3 separate regions of the Sus scrofa genome follow, and all the other regions are linked to region 2. Evidence: chromatin contacts called from public Hi-C data. All regions are on one chromosome and are shown on one strand. The core of a region is the stretch at or near the end of the contact, and the rest is flanking DNA. Distances in the headings are between cores, read along the strand shown. Region 1 holds the start of PPFIA3 (liprin-alpha-3). Region 2 holds the start of PPP1R15A (protein phosphatase 1 regulatory subunit 15A). Region 3 holds the start of TRPM4 (transient receptor potential cation channel subfamily M member 4).

Evidence for each region. Hi-C and Micro-C count contacts between places; a contact is called where the count stands out from the background.
Region 1: a Hi-C map of liver shows a contact between it and region 2, with 2.5 times the contacts expected there. The contact joins the promoter of PPFIA3 here to the promoter of PPP1R15A in region 2. A contact is called at or near these places in 1 of 47 Hi-C or Micro-C datasets (liver) and 1 of 2 datasets of contacts at active chromatin or transcription factors (alveolar macrophages).
Region 3: a Hi-C map of embryonic fibroblasts shows a contact between it and region 2, with 2.2 times the contacts expected there. The contact joins the promoter of TRPM4 here to the promoter of PPP1R15A in region 2. A contact is called at or near these places in 3 of 47 Hi-C or Micro-C datasets (embryonic fibroblasts, heart right ventricle and liver) and 2 of 2 datasets of contacts at active chromatin or transcription factors (alveolar macrophages and skeletal muscle).

What each region holds. Positions count from the first base shown.
Region 1 is chr6:54,311,841-54,315,310 of Sscrofa11.1, forward strand. It overlaps PPFIA3 (liprin-alpha-3), which reads left to right and starts at 2,141. Exons shown (of 30, transcript XM_005664703.3): 1 at 2,141-2,522. It overlaps LIN7B (lin-7 homolog B, crumbs cell polarity complex component), which reads left to right. Exons shown (of 6, transcript NM_001244232.1): 5 at 674-837; 6 at 1,196-1,298. The coding sequence ends at 1,217.
Region 2 is chr6:54,170,623-54,174,281 of Sscrofa11.1, forward strand. It overlaps PPP1R15A (protein phosphatase 1 regulatory subunit 15A), which reads left to right and starts at 1,416. Exons shown (of 3, transcript XM_005664689.3): 1 at 1,416-1,652; 2 at 2,365-3,659. The coding sequence starts at 2,374. PLEKHA4 (pleckstrin homology domain-containing family A member 4) reads right to left here and starts at 39. Exons shown (of 21, transcript XM_013998606.2): 1 at 1-39.
Region 3 is chr6:54,341,179-54,344,664 of Sscrofa11.1, forward strand. It overlaps TRPM4 (transient receptor potential cation channel subfamily M member 4), which reads left to right and starts at 1,596. Exons shown (of 24, transcript XM_021094712.1): 1 at 1,596-1,730; 2 at 2,028-2,095. The coding sequence starts at 1,707. It overlaps HRC (sarcoplasmic reticulum histidine-rich calcium-binding protein), which reads right to left and starts at 460. Exons shown (of 6, transcript XM_003127287.5): 1 at 1-460. The coding sequence starts at 249.

The DNA of each region.
Region 1 (3,470 bases), core at 891-3,390, 140 kb after region 2:
AGAGGGGAAAAGGGTGTTGCTGGCTGGGGATGTTTTAGGTAGGGGCCATGACTCTGCACTCCTATGTGCCGAAGAGAAGGGGCTTGGTTCTGATAGAAGGCTGGGGCAGACAATGCAAATCACTGTGGTTAGAGTAGCTGGAAGCACAACTGGACAGGTGATTGGGGCCAGCCTGAGAAGCTGGGACTTTGTCCCAAGGGTTCCTCGTGACCAGTGGGAGGGCTGTGACTAGGGGAGGGGTATGCTCGGCCTCGAGTTGTAGAAAGACCCCTTTGTCCTTTGTGGCTTCGTTGGGGATGGACTGGAGAAAGAGACTGGAGGCCAGAAGGGCAAGGAGGGTGAGCGTCCACTGGGGAGAGGACGAGGCCTGAGCTGGGGCCTGGTGGTGGGGACAAAGAAGAGGAGTCAGGCCAGGAGGGCTGGGTCGAGCTGTGGGGAGGGAGCGGATAAAGATGAACCTGCAGTCCGGCTCCGTGACTGGGAGCATATGGGGCATTTGGAAGGTTTGGGAGAAGGACGTCAAGGCAAGTGTTAGTGACTCTCCCATGAGGACATGAGGACCTGGTGTCTTGGGGCTGGTACCAGGCTCACCTACAGCTGGTCTCATTTCCAGGGTGGGGGCGGGGGTGAGGGTGGTAGGCCCCAGGCCCAGCTGTCTGCACGGCCCCTGCAGAGCGTGGAGGGTGAGCAGCACGAGAAGGCAGTGGAGCTGCTGAAGGCCGCCCAGGGCTCTGTGAAGCTGGTGGTGCGTTACACCCCTCGGGTACTGGAGGAGATGGAGGCTCGCTTTGAGAAGATGCGCTCTGCCCGCCGGCGCCAGCAACATCAGAGCTACTCGTGAGCCCTTTGCCACCATACCCCTGGGGCCTTCACTGCCTCCCCTACCTCCACACTCCCACACCAAGCCAATGATTTCTGAGACCTTGGTTGCTACCCCCACCCCCTCCCACCTCCCTGGCTCCTTTCCCTGGGATTCTGACCCTTGACCCAGGCTCTCACCCCAAGCTCCTTGAACTGAATACCTTGGGGATCCTTAGCTCGCTCCCATCCCGAGATCGGCAGCCTGCTCTCTCTGGAATCCCTCAACCCCCTTCCCTGGGTCCTTGGCTCGGGAACCCTAGTCCTGGCTCTGTCCCAGTGCCTCCCCAGGTCCCCTCCCCTGAGCCTGGCTCCCCTCTCTTCACCCTCCTTGCAGGTCCTTGGAGTCTCGAGGCTGAAACCACAGATCTGGACCCTCACCCCCTCCCCTGTACAGTATTTATGTCACCAGCTCCTTATTTAAAGATCTTTGACCCTCATTGAGTGTCTGTGATTGTCCTGCATCGGGGGATTGAGTGTCTGGAGATGGGGAGGGAGAGAAGCTGAGGTGGAGACTAGACCCTGAAGACCTTTTCAGATTCTAAGAGCAGAGCTAAAGACTTTTCCCCAGGTCGGCTTCGGAGCGACAAGTCCAAGGACGGCGGCTGGGACCCAGTCGGGGTCTGAGTGCGGGGGTCGGCAGACAGTAGCCCCTACCCCTCAAAGATCCTGAGGGCAGGGGCCAAGCCCCCTTCCTCCGTAACTGGTCGGACAGAAGAGTCCTAAAACTCTGCTCGAGTCAGTGGGCGGCTTCGGTGTGGGCGGGGCGGAGCGAACCATCAGCCTAGTCCGCCGGGGGAGCCCTGCCGGCCCTACAATCGTCTGCGTGGGCGGGGTGGGGGATGCCACGTGCAGTTCCCGAGGCGGGCGCAAGGGGTGCAGAAAAAGGTGCACGTCGACCCGGCTTTCACCCCATCTTCCAACCCAAACGCGTGTCTCCGGGAGCCTCCTGCGCCTTAAAACCCATCCTTTACTCCCACCTCGCCGCCCGCCCAACCCTCCTGTCCCGTGCGGGGTAAGGACCGGCGAGCGCCAGAGCCGGAATCCAGGGTCGCGACTCGTATTCCACGCCGCGCGCCACTCGCTCCAGGTGACATCATCCCCCTGCCGGGCTCCGCCTCCCGCCCCAGCCGCCTCACGCCGCGTGCCTATTGGCCCACGCGCCTTGAGTTCCGCCTCCCGCTCACCGCCCGCGCGGCCCCGCCCAGCCAGTGTGGAGGCGGGGTTTAACCGCCGGCCGGCGCCAACACCTCCTCTCATTGGCCATTCGGCGCCGTCTGTCAGTCTCCTGTTAAAGGGGCCATGACCGCCTGGGAGCTGGTTGGGGGAGGAGGGAGGAGGAATTTTTTGGCGGGGGAAGGTGGGATTTGGGGGGCGCTGGTGAGCGCCCCTGGATCTGGCGGCTGCGGCCTCGCGGGGGAGGCTGAACGGTGACAGGGGCAGGGGGCTGTTTTAGGGGGTAGAGGGTTGCGAGACCGTGAAGGGGAGAGGGGTCCCCAGCGCCTAAGCCGGAGCAAGAGACGCGGAGCCCGCGCGAGCGGCGGAGACAGGGCTCCGGAGCCACAGATCCGGGCCCCGGCCGCCGCCAGGGGCCCCGCCCGGTCCCCCACCCCACCCCACGTCCCTCCTGCAGCCCAGCTCCGCCCGCAGCCGCCGCGGACCAGGTAGGTAAGAGCCCAGCCCGGCCCGCTTGGCAGCGCCCACCCCGGGGACCCCTCACCGAGCTTCCCCCACCTTCCCAAGAACCTGGATTCCCTTCTTCATCCCCGGGGACCTCAGAGCCCAGATATCACAGCCCGAACCCAGAGACTCAGGCATGCCCCTCCCGGCTCTCAGAGTCCCCAGCAGAACCCTAGAATCCCAGGCGTATTTCCGCCTTGTGCCTCCTCCGGGGTCCAGGAGCCTGAATTTCCCAGTTCAGCCCTGGATACCCCCCTGGACCTAGATCCTCCTCCTCGGCCCAGACCTGGCAGCTCCAGACACCGGCCGCGGCTGTGTCAGACTCCCCCAGCTAGGGCCGGACGCCCCCCCCGTCGCGTCCGCATAGTCCCCCGTTGGTGCACCCCGTCTGCCCATCTCCGGTCCTCCGGCTTGAACAGCCGGCCGAGTCCCTCAGTCCAGGCCGGACTGGCGGCCGCCCTGGACACAGGCCCGCTCTGGAGCTGTCCATGGTCACCGTTCTCGGCAGCCTCGCCTCCCCCATCTCTTGGTGCTGCCGCCGCCGGGGGAGGGGGCGCCGGCAGCGCGGGGATCCCCCCCGCCGCGCCTTTGACCCGGGGATACCCGGGCCCTCCCCGACCTGGGCGCCGGGGCCTCAGGGTTCTGCTGGCTAAGATCTCAGCTCCATCCTCAGCACCCCAGCTTTCAGAGACCCCAACTGCTTCTTAAGGAGTCAGAGCTTCTGAATGTTCCTGCCTGGTCCACCTTAGGGATCTTGGCATCCGGGGATCCAGCTCCCACCCGGCTCTGGAAGCCCTGTCAATCCTCACCTCCTCTGGCGAAAGGCCCCCGGCTGGTAGCCCTCACCCCCTCAGGATCTAGGAATCTAGTTTCCTAGCCTTTCCCCTCTTTAGAGACCCTCAGACAAATATATCCAGCCTCCTGGCACCCCA
Region 2 (3,659 bases), core at 166-2,665:
CTCTCCCAGTTTCTCTTTCCCCTCTGCTGGTCTTTCCTTCCCCCTGCCAGCCGCCCACGCTGCTGTCCCGGCTCCCAATCCCCGCTGACCCCGCCCCTCTTGGCCTCCCCACCACAGCCTGACCTCTGGCTCAGCTGCCCCCACAGCTGAAGGGAGGGGCTGGGGGCTGGGGGCTGGGGGCTGGGGGCCACCCTCCCACCTCCACCCCACCCATCCACCCACACGCTCTTAGGTCCCTGCTGGACCGGGTCCCATCAAGGCTGAAGCTGGGATTCCTACATGTTTGGAGAAGAGGAGCTGGGCCTGGACTCCAGGACCTGAGGGGGCAGGTTGTGATCGGAAGCCTGGGTGATTGGCGCCTTGGGAATGGAAGGGAGGGGTAGGGGCTCAGACTACTGGGTACCTGACAAAATGTGAGCCAGGAGTCAGGACTTGAGAATGGAGCTGGGGTCTGGAGGTGTGGCTTGCAGTGGATGGGTCCAAGTCCTCCAGAGAAGAGAGGGCGGCCCCCAGATTGCTGGGTTCTGGCAAGAGCAGGGTCAAGTGGCCAGTGGCAATCTCCACCTCAGATCCAGGTGAGAACTCCGGTCTAGACTGAGGATGATGCCCTCTCAGGAGGGAGGCCTGGGTCCTGGGCGTATTTTGAGGTACAGGATTGCAGACCAGGTTGGTGGTGGGGTGCCAGGGACTGAAACCATGTCCTTAGGCCTGGAATTTGGGGCAAAAGACCGCCCCCCCACTCCCTTGATGTTGGTGATACCCAGCTAGAATTTCAATTTGTGTAAGCGGAGGTTCTGTATAAATTTGAAGTAGGTGGAGCCTAGGAGTGGCGCCTTGTGCCTGAGATAGGCACGGGATCTGAGGTTTTGGTCCAGTATTTCTCACCGCGTATTTGTTGAGCACCTACTATGTGTCACGCAGGCAGTGAGCAAAGAAAAGCGCCTGCCTTCAGGGGCCTTACACATTCTCTTTCTCTTTTGCAATGAATATAGACTCCGCTGTGCCCACCCTTGGGCAAGTGATTTCATGCCCAAGACTCAGTTTCCCCATCTGTGAAATGGAAATAATGATACCTTCCCACACCGGATAGGAAGCCGACTGGACTGGAGGGTGGAAGACTCTAGCCTGGGGCCGGCTGGCTAAATTGGGGGCGGGGAGTAACGGCGTTTGCCTGGAACAGAGGTTGAGCTCGCGCGCTCAAAACCTAACCAGTTCATGAGTTTGATTGGCAGCTCGCCTGCTTCAGGGCGTGGCCACGCTCAGAAATACCGCCGTGACGTCATAAAGTCCGGAATCTCCGCGAGAAGTCCAACCTTGTTTTCCGTTTCGTCCATCACGATTACGATTCGAAACCCCGCCTCCTCTCCTGACGTCACCACGTCCGGCTGCGTTTGTGTATAAAAGCGCTGAGGACCGCGTCAACCCTTACGTCCTAAGTGGCTAGCCGGTGTGTTTGTATTTGTTTCTCCGTGTGACCTTGCGCCCATTCGTCGTGACAACGCTTGCAGCAGCCGGTGACAATTTGAGTCCCCGAGCCCGACGCCGGAGGGCGAAATGAACGCTCTGGACTCCCGAGCTGTCCGGAACTGCGATCGCTTGTGGCAGCCCCAGCCGACGCTCCTGCCCCCAGGGTGACGCGCAATCCCGAGCTGGTGAGTTGAGGGGGTCGGAACATCTAGGTTCCTAGGGGTTTGGGGGCGGAGGACTAGAATCCTGGTCAATAACGAGGAGGGAGCTCGAACTTCTGAGTTCCGAGATAGGGGTGTTCGGAGCTCGGACTCCTGTGCCCTAAGGACTCCTGGGAACCTGAACTCCTTTTTCTGGAGAGGTGGGACGAGGCCGGACCCGAGGGCTCGGACTTAGGCAGGAGAAGGAATTGGGAGCTTAGAGTCCTGAGCCGGACAGAGGAAGAGTCTGGGAGCCAGAAGGCACCATCTAGGGATCGGAAGTTTTATGTCTTGGAAGGAGGAGAATGGTGGGCGCCTAATTTTTCAATCCTCAGGAGGATGAGAGAGGCAAGGGACAAGGACTTTGTCCCCAGAGGAAGCAAGCAGAGGACCTGTGTTCTTGCTTCCTGGGACTAGAATTTAATGGGTCAGAGAGGAAATGGGGCTGGGAGCCCTTTGGGCTAAGGAAGGAATGAGTGATGATCCAGACTCTTGGGTGTTGAGAGAGGCTGGGAAACTAGGGACAGAGATGGGTGTGGCTGGGATGAGAAAGGAATGTGGGGCGGGGCCTCTCTGGTTGCTGTTTGTGTTACTATTCGTGTTACTATTTGTGTTGCTATGACTCAAGGTCACTCTCTGATGCTATTCCCTCCATGGCTTCTAAACTCGTTTCCTTTTTTTTCTCCCTTTTCCCCAGCAGACAAAGATGGCCCCAGGCCAAGTGCCCCACCAGCCTGCCCCCTGGAGGGCTACCCACTCCTTTCTCCTGTCCCCGCTGATGGGCCTTCTCAGCCGGGCCTGGAGCCACCTGAGGGGCCCAGGCCCTCCAGAGCCCTGGCTAGTGGAGGCAGTAACCAGGGCAGACGCGGGAGAACCTGGCCTGGAGGGAGACACAAAGGCTTCTCTGGCCACCCAGCCACAAGAAGAGCCTGGAGAGAGGAGAGCAACTGAGGAGGATGAAGAAGCATCCTGGGGGAGCTACCCTGACCTGGAAGCCAAGTGTTTGCTTTTGGAAACCTGGGGACTTTCAGATGATGAGCGTGGTGGGGAAGCAGCAACCCGCGTCCCTAGAGAGCCCGGAAGTGAATTTATGGATGGCCTTCCTGCTCCCCTGTCCCCCAGCCTTCTGATGAGAGCCCAGCAGGACGTTCCTGGGGAGGAAGAATCTCAGGAAGAAGCAGTTACTGAAGATAAAGACATAATCACCTTCGCTTTTCCTCTGTCACACTGGGAGGGTTGTCCAGGTGTGGCAGTGGAGGAGGAGGAGGAGGCTGGAGAAGCTGTAAATAAAGAAGCTCCTAGAACATCTACCTCCCCCTCAGCTCCAGGACCCCAGCCCCGCTCCTGGGTGTGCTGCGCAGTGGAAGGAGCCACAGAGGAAGAAAGAACAGAGAACAAAGCAGCCACGAAGCCCTCCACCTGCCCCTCATCCCTCGGTTCCCACCCCGGGGCCTGGGAGTGTTGTTCAGGGGAGGAGCCTGAGGAGGAGGAGGACAGAAAGGTGGAGAAACGAGAGGCTGGCCCAGAGCCCCACTCCGCAATTCTAGCCCAGAGCCCCCTGCTCGGGACCCGGCAGCATCAGTCCAGGGAGATCTCAGAGGAGGAAGATGAAGAGAAGGATGAGGACAGGGATCTGGGGGCAGCCGAGGGCCCTTCTTCCAACCTACTCACAAATGCCTTCCTGAGGGCCTGGGTGTACAGACCCGGAGAGGACACGGAGGAGGAGGAAGACGGGGACAGTGACGAGGGAGCAGCTGAGGAGGAAGGAGAAGCTGAGGAGGAAAGAGAAGCTGAGGGTCCCTCTTCCAGCCCGCACCCAAGTGCCTTCTTCAGAGCCTGGGTGTATCGACCCGGTGAGGACACAGAGGAGGAGGAGGAGGACAGGGATAGTGATGCAGGAGCAGCTGAGGAGGAAGGAGAAGCTGGTCCTCCTTCCGTCCCACCCACAAGTGCCTTCCTGAGGGCCTGGGTGTATCGACCCGGAGAGGACAC
Region 3 (3,486 bases), core at 346-2,845, 170 kb after region 2:
CCAGAAATGATGCCCACTCTCCGTGGAGACATCGCTGTTCTCATCCCCATGGCTTCTATGGCTATGCCCGGAGTGACCGAACTTGCCTGATGCGTCCTCTGTGGGCCCGGGGATGCCTGCGTTGTTGTTCAAGTTGCTGGGGCCCAGCCCAGCCCCTCTCAGCTGCTGGGTCATAGCAGGGGGGAGGAGCAGGCTGGCCACAGCAGCCCAGAGGAGAGACGCCTGCAACCATGGCCCAGGGTGGCCCATGGGGACAGACCAGCAGCAGAGCTTCTCCCTGGGCTGGCTCCCGCTGTGGCTGAGGCTATGTCGATGAATACTGGGGTCCCTGTCCCTTTGGGGTCCTTCTCTTTCTTTCTCCCTGTGTCTTTCCTTTGCTGTGTCTCTCTCTGTCTCTGCCCTCTGGCCCTCACTGCCAGGCTCCAGACACCCCTCTGAGACAATCTCCAGAACCCCCTGACCCCCTCCGCCCCTCCCTCCCGCTCCCCAGCCAATAGGGTCTCTCCCCTCCCCTCTCTGTGGCTAAATTTACTTTCGGCCCGGAGTTATTCTGGGTTAGGCCCGGCCTGCCCCTCCCCTCCGGCTCTTTCTCCTCTCAGCTGGGGAGGGGGTGAGAGAAGGGGTCTCTCTTTGGCCAGGAGAGGGGGCCAAGGGACTTGATTTTGAATGCCGACAAGTTCCGGTTTGGCAGCTGCAAAAATGGTGTCAAATTTTCAGTGGGCCAATTTGGGGGGAGCCCGGGCCATGGGAGGAGGGGAGCGGGAAGGGTGTATTTGAGGGGAGAGACCCCTGCCAAGGAAGGATTGGGGGTTAGATTATGGGGAGTTTCCGGCCAGAACGGGCGACTTTGCTGAGATGGTGGATGCCCACAGGGAAGCCCTGGACAGGGGTGAGAGGAATTGTGCTCCAGCGTGCGTACCCATGACCTCCTGTCCCTGGAACTCAGATCTGGGGGCAGGGGATGGGGCCAGGCCAGGGCTATAAATACAGCAGGGGGTGTGTGTGTGCAGGGGGCTCAGGTTACTCAGGAGGCTGCAGCTGTCCCTGTCCCTGGAGAGCTAGCAGGAGACATGGGGGCCCTGCCTGTGTATCAGTACCTCCCCCTCATCCTATCACTGCTGTCCTCACCCCTCGCTCTTTGGGTTCCCAGCCTTCTCTGTGGGTTCCCTTCTCTCAGTTCTTGTTTCTTCACCCGCTCTCTTGGAGTCCCTGTCCCCCTCCCCAGGATTCTGTCCCCTTCTCACTCTCAGGCTTCTGTCTCTCCCTCTCAGTCTGAGTGTCTCCGCCGCGCCCCCACCCCGCCCCCGCCAACTTCCTTCCAAGCACCCCCCCCTCGCTTTGGGTCGATGTAGCCCCTCGCCAATCTCTGTCCCCCCTTTCTGATTCCCTGTCCCAACCTAAGGCTTCGTGTCCCCATCCCATCCCCTTTTTGTGTGCCCTCTCCCTCATCACTGGCATTTCCTCTCTGAGTCCCTGTCCCCCACCCCGGGTCCCCGGCCCCCTCTCCCCGGGTCTCGCCTGCCGGTCCCTCAGACCCTTTGCCCCGCCTCCCGCTCTGCGCGTCTCCGAGATTCCCCGCCCCCTAGACCTGGCCCCGCCCAGGCTGGGCTGGGACGTAGTGGATCCGGTTTGTCCCGGGCGCGTCTAGAGCCCGGGTTGGTTGAGGGAATGCAGGGAGTCGGATAGTTTGCAGAGGCTGCAGCAGCATGGTGGGTGCGGAGAAGGAGCAGGTACAGCGGCCGGACCCCGGGTCTGAGGGAACAGGGAGCTGGGGGCCGGGACCCCTGGTTCCCGGAGAGGAGGGCGCTGGAGACCCAGATTCTTGGGTCAAAGAAGGGGGCTGCTGGGGCCTCGGACGCCTGGGTCCTTGGGGACAGATGGGGGCTGGGGGGAATCGAGTCTCCTGAGTTTGGGGGAGGCGGGCGCTGGGGTCCTGGACTCCTAGGTCTAGGCTGGGGCGCGGGTGAGTCACTCTGTGTCCCTTAGGACTGAACTGGTTCCCCTTCACCCCTTGTTCTTGTCCCCAGAGCTATATCCCCAAGATCTTCAAGAAGAAGACGTGCACAACTTTCATCGTTGACCCCACAGATCCGGGGTGAGGAGCCCACCCGGGGACCGACCCCAGATGTCCACCCCGCCCACCTCAGACCCCGCCCTTCGGCTCCTCCCCTCCCCCAGTCCTGTCCCCGCAGACACTCCCAAGGGCGTTCCCTGGTGGCTCTCTCCCTCGGGGAGGGCTTCGGTCCTTCTGCAAACACATCCAACTAATCCTTCTCACGCTCAGGGTCCGTGTTAAAGCCCCAGGGCTGGGTTCCGTTTCTTTCCTTCCTCGTGTCTCTCCCGTGTGTCTCCGCCTCCTGGTGTCACTTTCTCTGTTTTTCTCTCTCGACTGTCGCTGTTTCATTCATTCGTCCACTCCTCCAAGAAACCCTCACTCCGCACGTCCAAGGGGGCATGATTTTCAAGAGCACAGGCCCTGCTAGGGTTCTAATCTCGGCTGGGACACGTGCTGTGTGGCTTTGGGCAAAACGTTTCACCTCTCTGGGCCTCATCCGTCATCTGGGCATAAAAACAGGCTCTGGCTCTACCTGCTGGAATTCTTGCGCGAATTAAACAAGTTAATGCTTGTGATACTTCCGAACGTGCCCAGCACATGGTAAGCACTGGAAAATAGCTCTGGTTCCTCCAGGAAGGTAGCAGTTACCTAGTGTGTGCAGGCTCTGGGCTGGTGCTCCGTGGCTGGGCGGTGGCCACCCTTAGGGACTCCTGGCCTTCAGCAATGTTTTCTCAAGGGGTTTCCGGCTTCCTGGTGTCCTCAAGATGATCTTTGGGGTGTGGGAAATACCAACATTCCTAACTTGGTATGCGTATTATTATGAATTTATTAGTGCAGGATGGCTTGAATTATGTATAAATAGACATATTATTTAGGGGTGAGTGCTCAAAAACCTTTTGCAGATGGAAGTGTGGTCCAGAAAGTTTAGGAACCTCTGCTTTGGTGGGAGGAAGAGGATTCTAAGGCGAGAGGATGGGAGCTGCCAAAGACATGCCACTGTGCCTGGTGGGAGCCAAGAGGAGGCATCTGGCTGAGGCTGCGGAGGCCCTTGGGGTGTCACCAATGGCTCCTGGAGGGGAGGGCAGTGAGGTGACATTTAAAGGTGACAAAGTTGGAGTTTGAGAAGTTCCCTTTGTGGCTCAGTGGAAATGAGCCCGACTAGTATCCATGAGGATGTGGGTTCGATCCCTGGTCTCACTCCGTGGGTGAGGGATCTGGCATTGCCCCAAGCTGCCGTGTAGGTTGCAGACTTGGCTTGGATCTGGTGAGGCTGTGGCTGTGATGTAGGCCACCAGCTGCAGCTCTAATTCAATAATTCAACCCCTCGCCTGGGAATTTCTGTATGCCACAGGTGTGGCCCTAAAAAGCAAAAAAAAAGAAAAAAGTTTGACAGTTGAAAGCGGGCTGAAGAGAGGCTCTTGGAAGGGGTG